Linked DNA regions of Hordeum vulgare: region 2 is linked to region 1. Evidence: chromatin contacts called from public Hi-C data. All regions are on one chromosome and are shown on one strand. Each heading gives the region's core, a stretch centred on a gene start, on an enhancer-like site or on the middle of the called end of the contact. The rest is flanking DNA. Distances are from core to core; before and after follow the strand shown. Region 1 holds the start of LOC123401461 (ATP-dependent zinc metalloprotease FTSH 7, chloroplastic). Region 2 holds the start of LOC123403746 (poly(U)-specific endoribonuclease-B-like).

What was found. Hi-C and Micro-C count contacts between places; a contact is called where the count stands out from the background.
Region 2: a contact with region 1 is called in a Hi-C map of seedling, with 5 times the contacts expected there. The contact joins the promoter of LOC123403746 here to the promoter of LOC123401461 in region 1. A contact is called at or near these places in 2 of 6 Hi-C or Micro-C datasets (leaf and seedling).

The regions. Positions count from the first base shown.
Region 1 is chr6H:401,656,789-401,660,321 of MorexV3_pseudomolecules_assembly, forward strand. It overlaps LOC123401461 (ATP-dependent zinc metalloprotease FTSH 7, chloroplastic), which reads left to right and starts at 1,875. Exons shown (of 13, transcript XM_045095286.1): 1 at 1,875-2,896. The coding sequence starts at 2,054.
Region 2 is chr6H:402,023,561-402,027,093 of MorexV3_pseudomolecules_assembly, forward strand. It overlaps LOC123403746 (poly(U)-specific endoribonuclease-B-like), which reads left to right and starts at 1,679. Exons shown (of 7, transcript XR_006611546.1): 1 at 1,679-2,024; 2 at 2,122-2,223; 3 at 2,308-2,391; 4 at 3,325-3,533.

The DNA of each region.
Region 1 (3,533 bases), core at 625-3,124:
ACCACCTCCACCTCCTCGCATGACGGAGGAGGAGGAGGCCCAGCTCATGGAGCGCGTCATGGAGGACTCAATGATGACGCATGATGAGCGCCAATGGCCGGGCCTGGACCGCGCCATGGCTCTCTCTGCGGCCGGCGACGTCGCCATCCCCGAGCAGATGGAGGAGGAGGAGGTGGCCGCGTTCCCTCCGGAACTGGTGGGCGCGTCATGGGCTGGTTGTGCACCGTGCCGGAGATGGCGCACGTAGTGGGGGCCGTGAACTGGTGCCCCACGCCGCCACGGTCACTGGAGCGGGACGCCTCGCCACGGGAGGAGGTCCTGCAGGCTAGCTTCCAGCCCGCCCCCGCGCACCAGGGACCGCCGGCCCACCTCTGGACGCCGCCGGCCTACGTCGCGAGGACGACACCGACGGCCAGTGAAGACGGCGACGGCCACGACAACGACGTTTTCTATGTTAATTATATTAGACTGGCCGTTTTGTGGCCGTGAAAATTGGGCAAACTGGGCGTTTTTAATGTTAATGTTATTATGTTTTAAGTTTTTTAACTATGTTTATTTATTTTTAGTTGAGTTTTCCTATTTTTTTAATCAAGTCCAACACGGACATGATTTGGGTGCGGCCGCACGGTAGACGCACGCACGACCCAACGGACAGAGGTGGACGTGGGCGAACCCATTGCCGTTTTAAAGGAACAAAATCCGGCCAAACCGGACGTCCGTTTAGGATCGTGCGGTGGAGTTGGCCTAATGCTCTCCCGTGCACTTACCTAGTAAGCCCAAAAAACCAGTATAATTAGATTGTAAATTTAGTCACGGTTACTATTTACACATGTTTCCAGCGTTTTACAATTTTGCTTACTGACTATACTTGTTTGCAGTTATTCCGTTATAGGAGTAGTACCCCCTCCATTATGAAATAAGTGTCTCAATCTAAATATTTGTTTACTTAAGTTAATACTATAAAATTAAGACATTTATTTTAAAACAGACAAAATACTTCTTTATCTTACTCACAAAGAATGTGTATGTTTGCTAAAAAAATCCATACAAAATTGAGTGCAGCGTTTCGGTGCTCAGACACATCCGCACCCGGTTAAAAATATATCAAATCAAGTACTAAAAAAATTAAAATATTTCTAATTTTTTTTCTTGATAGATACTTTGATGCATGAGGTCCATTCCAATTTTTATATCATTTAAACATCTAAACAACTCTCGGCAAAAAAAAACGAATCAAAATAATGCATGAACAATACACTTTTTTAGTGATTCTAAATTTATCTTTTTTACCGAAAGCTGTTTAGATGTTCAAATGATTCAAAAATTACAACGGACCTCACACATAAAAGTTATCGACCGTTTTTTTGAATTTTTTAGCATTTATATTGATTTTTTTATTCTGCACGAGTGGAGATAAGTGTGGGCTAAAAAATGGATTTTGACACAAAATTAGCAAACCATTTGTTTTTCCTCCTCTGCCGTAGAAGATATGCTCCCAAATTCGGCAGTCGTTCATCGTTTATGTGGACACGGGCAGCTCGTCGTCCTGCACCATCCGACGCGCCAAATATCTGGAGTAACCCCACCTTCTGACTCACGCCCCCTGCTCCCACTGACAAGGAGGAGCTATCCCGTTAACCCCCCTCCCTCTCCGCCGGCCGCGTGCCATATCTCCACGGAACGGATAAGCCACAGAAACCCAAGAAACGCCGCAGCTTTCCACTGAAAGCGGGCCCAAGGAAACGCGGCCCATGAACGGGGCCCACGCGTCAGTGAGCAATGCGCCGCGTACCCCTCGGTGACCGTAGGTATTTTACCCGAACCGGATTAACAGCCCGGCGTGACGGCGAGATACGCAGGCGCAGCCAACCAAGGGCGACACCCTTCCCTCCCCCGTCTCGGTTCGTCTCGTCCTCTGCCTTCGTCTGTTCCTCATCTCCCCGCCTCACTCCGCCCCCTCCCCCCATCGATTCCTCCACGCGAGGTCCTCGGGCTGCCCCCGTCCCCCCGGTCGCGAATCTAGGGTTCGGGGCGCGCCTCCCCTCCCTCTCCCATGGCCTCCGCCGCCGCCGAAACCCTTGTCTCGCTCCCCGTCGTGCCCCCCTCCCGGTCGCTCCTCCGCCCCCTCCGCAGGCGACCTGCTTACAGAGGCAGCGCCGCGTCGGTCCGCCTATCCGCGGTGCCGCCCCGGGGCCTTGGGTTCGCCCTCATCCATCGCCGCATTCGCTGCCCGCCGGCGGCGCGCGCCAACGTCGAGCGCGACGGCGACGGCGCCTCCGGGTCGGGAGAGGCCTCGTCCACCGGGGACGGCGACCGCGACGCGGCGGCGGAGCAAGGAGGTGATAGCGCGGGCACGAGCACCACCACCGCGGCCGCGACGCCGCCCTCGCCGCCCTCTTCGTCCAAGAGGGGGGAGAACAAGTGGCGCCGGCGGGTGGTCAAGGGCGGCGGTGTTGGCCGATGGTTCTGGGAGCCCATAGTGCAGGGCCGGGAGATGGGGTTCCTCCTGCTACAGCTCGGGTTTGCCATATTCGCCCTCCGCATGCTGCGGCCGGAGATCACGTTGCCTGGCTCGGAGCCCAGGCCACAGACCACTTACATCAGCGTCCCCTACAGCGACTTCCTGGCGAGCATTGATAAGGACCAGGTGAAAAAGGTTGAGGTGGATGGGGTGCACGTTATGTTCCGGCTCCGTCCCGAGGTTGAGGCCAGTGTGGTGGAGCAGCCACAAACACAAACAGATGGTGTTGCTGATAATGCTGCCATTTCAAGGAGAATCGTCTTCACAACGACACGCCCAGTGGACATTAAGACTCCATATGAGAAGATGGTGGAGAATAGTGTTGAGTTTGGGTCGCCAGATAGGAGGTCCGGTGGCATGCTCAATTCAGCCTTGGTAAGGAACTTCAGCTGAAAGTTTTCTGTGTTTTACATGCTTGACTATTTTGGTTTGAAAATTGTTGCAGTAATAGCATTTTAGACCATTAGTGACATGTCAATAGGGAACAGGGGAAATATGACATATGGTGACGGAGATTGTGTTTAGTTTAGAAAAGGAGGAATAATTTGTAATGTTATTTCCCTTAGTATGGTTTGTTTCAGCAATCTAGATTTTATATACGCTAACTAGCTACATGTGATGTACTTACAATGAAGGAGGAAAGAAAGATCGGTGTTTGTTATGTGTCAACACGCAAGAGACTAGAATCCATTTTTTTTTGTTCTTCTTGAAACAAAAGCAGAACATTTGCTCACTTCTCCCAGCGGTTGCTTTTTATGGCAAGCAAACAAAAGTACTTGTTGCTAAATTTTGTTAGTATGTACTCCATAGCTACATATTTAATCCACCCCACAATCGTTCTAGATGCTTAAGCAATCTAGCATCCTTTGCTGTTTTGGTTATCCCTAAACCAAGATTTATAAGAACGTAAAGTTGAATCTGTTTCCTTGCTTTCACGTGCAAAAGGAAGGGTTAAGTTATTGTCAAGAGTAATGTAGAAGTACACGCTTCTCTTTTGATTTTGTTTTCTGTT
Region 2 (3,533 bases), core at 429-2,928, 370 kb after region 1:
CTCCGGCAGGGTGCCGGAACGGGCTCTAGATTGGTTTTTGATGGCTACAGAGGCTTGCGGCGGCGGAATTCCCGATCTAGGTTTCTTTTTGGGGGTTTCTGAATTTATAGGAATTTATGGCGGTGGAATTGCGTCAGTTGGGCCTACAAGGAGGTCACAAGCCTACGCGCCACCACCAGGGGGTGGCGGCGTGAGGGCTTGTGACTCCCTCGTGGCCCATCTGGCCTTCTCCTAAAGCTTCGGGGGTCTCTTTTGGTCCAAAAAAATCATCTAAAGTTTCATTCCATTTGGACTCCGTCTGAAAATGGGCCAAAAACACGGAAAAAACAAAAGCTGGCACTTGACACTGAGTTAATAGGTTAGTCCCAAAAAGATATAAAATAGCATATTCATGCATATAAAACATCCAAAGTTGACAAGATAATAGCATGGGACCATAAAAAATTATAGATATGTTGGAGACGTATCAGCAGTCCTAGCTCTGAATATGGTCGTGGAATTGTGGTGTCGCCTCGCCCGGTGGCTCGGCGGACCCCGACTGATGCTTGCTATGGTGGAAGGGGGTACAATGGCGGTGGTGGAGTTGCTGCTACCGGATCTAGCGGGCGGCACCCCGAGCTTTCTGGCTACGACCCTTCCAAACAAGGCGTGCAAGTTCGGTCCTTCTGACCCGATCTCCTCTTCGGATGCTATTGGGGATCCCTTCTCCCCTCTCCTTTTGCATGGTGCTGCCTCTCAATCCTCAGGTCCTATCTCGACTCTTACTTGCTCCGCCTGTCACTGCTCTGGGTTTTTAAATCTAAGTGTGAATCCCCTCTTCTGTCTCATTTGCTGCGCTGAAGGCCACCTCACTATTGACTGCAAAGATCGATGCAAGCCACCGTCTTTCAAATTTGTGCCTTCACGTGAAGCAAATATGTGCTTATCGAGGAATCATAATTCTTCTTCCTTTTTGCTTCTTGGGGAAGCAAATATATGCTTGCATGAAAAAAACTTCTCGCGGAAGCAAATCTATGCTTCGTGTGAAAGCACATATTTTCCCTTTTTGGGAAGCACAAATGTGATTTATAGTTGTGCTTCTCACGGAATCAAATATGTGCCTCTTCAAGAAGTAAATGTGTACATCTCGTGCTTCTCGTCAATTTAAATTTGCGCCTTCACGAAAAACAAACATGTGCTTCTTGTGAAAGCGTCCAACACATAACATGTGACGACAACTCGACACGTCATTTTCATGTTCCCTGGCCACTAATAGTGACTCCTGAAAGTCCACATAAAGGGTAACATTTAGTTAGTTTCTCTAATATTTTAGTCTATCCTCATTTCATAGAAGAGAGAAGAAAACATAGCCAACTCTAATCCGGTCTAACGCGGACCTTTTATTTCGCGTGTGGGGCGACGCAAACCGCGCACCCCCTCCTCCGCACACACACTTTTGGGCCTGCCTCTGTATACCTTTTTTGTTTTTTGTAACAAATGAAAAATCTGGGTTTTTTTTCTATTGCATCAACAGAAAAAAAAAACAGATAAAAAACAAAAAAATGAGCAGCAAGTTAATGGGCTGGCCCATACGACGGGCGCCTGCGGCGCTGCATAAGAGCTCTGGATGTGTAATATGCTGTACTGAATATCGAAAAAAAGAAAAGTCATGGCCACGGCACCCGACGAGCATGGGCGCGCGCCCGACGTTCGCGCCTTCCCTCTTGCTACCTCAAACCGGAATCACCCGGTGCATCCACCGCCCACCGATCGATGGGTGACGCCCCCTCCCTCCCTCCCATGGAAATTCCGGGGACCAATCATATCGCCCGTTCCCATCGTTCCTCGGTTCAAATCTATAGCGCCGAAGGATGGCGAACCAGGGTGAGAGATCGGGCGCCATGGACGGTCTCGTAAATGGCTTGTCTGGCGCCTCGCACGGACACGGCGGGGCTGGGGACGCCGCGCCTAGGGCGGTCAACCGTGCCGGTGCCGCTCCAGGGGAAGGGGGCCGGCAGGAGATAGCCCGGCCGACGTGGGCCGAGGTGCTCGCGTGCTGTTCGATATAATGATTATGTAGGCTGTAGGGAAAGACAGTTCGGCTGGGGCTCGTCGGACTATGCTCTTATTCAATTGTTGCAGGTAGTATCCGAGGAGAAGCAAGAGGAGAGGCCGGAGAGGGCAGAAGATGGTAGGAGGCAGCACGGGCATTGCCCGCCCACGTCCACTCAACGGCGCAATCTGGTTAGAGTGCTTTTGCTTTGGCATTTGAGTATTTAGAGGCTAGGAGCCCATCCGATTCCATTGTGATGTGTTTGTCATCTTTAGGGTGAGACGGGTGAAACAAAGGGCGGAGGCTGGCAGGACCGCAGGCCGCATCAGCAGACCTTGAAATGTAAAAGATCACAACAGGTATCCAATTAATTATGTGTACTGTATGAGGATTATATGCCTGTTTTACTCTCTTATTGACTGGTTTCTACTCCCTCCGTTCCTAAATATAAGTCTTTTAAGACATTTCACTAGGGGTCTACATACGGAGCAAAATGAATGAATATACACTATAAAGTATGTCTAGATACATCCGTATGTGGTCCACTGGTGAAACCTCTATAAAGACTTATATTTAGGAACGGAGGGAGTAGCGAGTAGATTATTCGACATACATTTGTTACTATCTTATTCTGCTGATATAAATAAATTTAGTCATTACTGAAAGGAAATGGGTTGGTTTTCCATCATTAATTTCCCCTTGCTGCAGATCCTTATTGGTTATAATGTTCAATTGTCAATATTTTTATGTTAGAAGCTCAAGTTGGACCGATCTCAGACATGCTTTGAAGCCTTCTTTACCTTCTGAAAAAACACATCACACATAGTATTTGGAAAGAATGATATCAAAGGCACCTCAAAATAGGCACAAAAAGTAAAAATAATAATAATATCAAGGCGCCTAGGCATTGCCTTAGCTAACATATTCGTCTGAAGAAAGGGCTGACAACAGCACAGTTAGAGGAAAGGGAATGAAGGGAAACAAAAAAAAAGGATGTAGAGGGGAAAGGGAAAAGGCAAAGTGGCCTGGCTCCCGCCTATCAAAACAATAAAAAATATTGGTTTTTGTTGCTGTTTTTTTCTCTTCTTTTTCAGTCTGGTTGGCGCCACCCTTGGCGGCTGTGTAGCTTAGTTCCATTTTGGCAGCCTTTCTTCTGATACAAATGACGTGTGTTTGAGAAAATGTTGTGTACTGTTTGAAAAATCTGATTGGAAGGAATGCCAGTCGTAGCTGTATCGGTAATTTATAAGCTTCTGTTTCATGGATTCTGAACTTCTATTGACTGTATGAAGAACTCCGAGGAATGGAACCGATACAAAAGACCACCTTCTGAACAAGAATACTCGGAGGATGTCAGTCAGCTTCGCCATGGTCTAAATGTAAAGCCTACCAGGGAGGAGCTCAATCATTTGTCAAAGGCATGCTGTCGGCTATGGGAGCTTGACCTGAACCGTCTCCTCCCTGGTAAAGACTATAGAATCGAATGTGGCCAGGGGAAGAA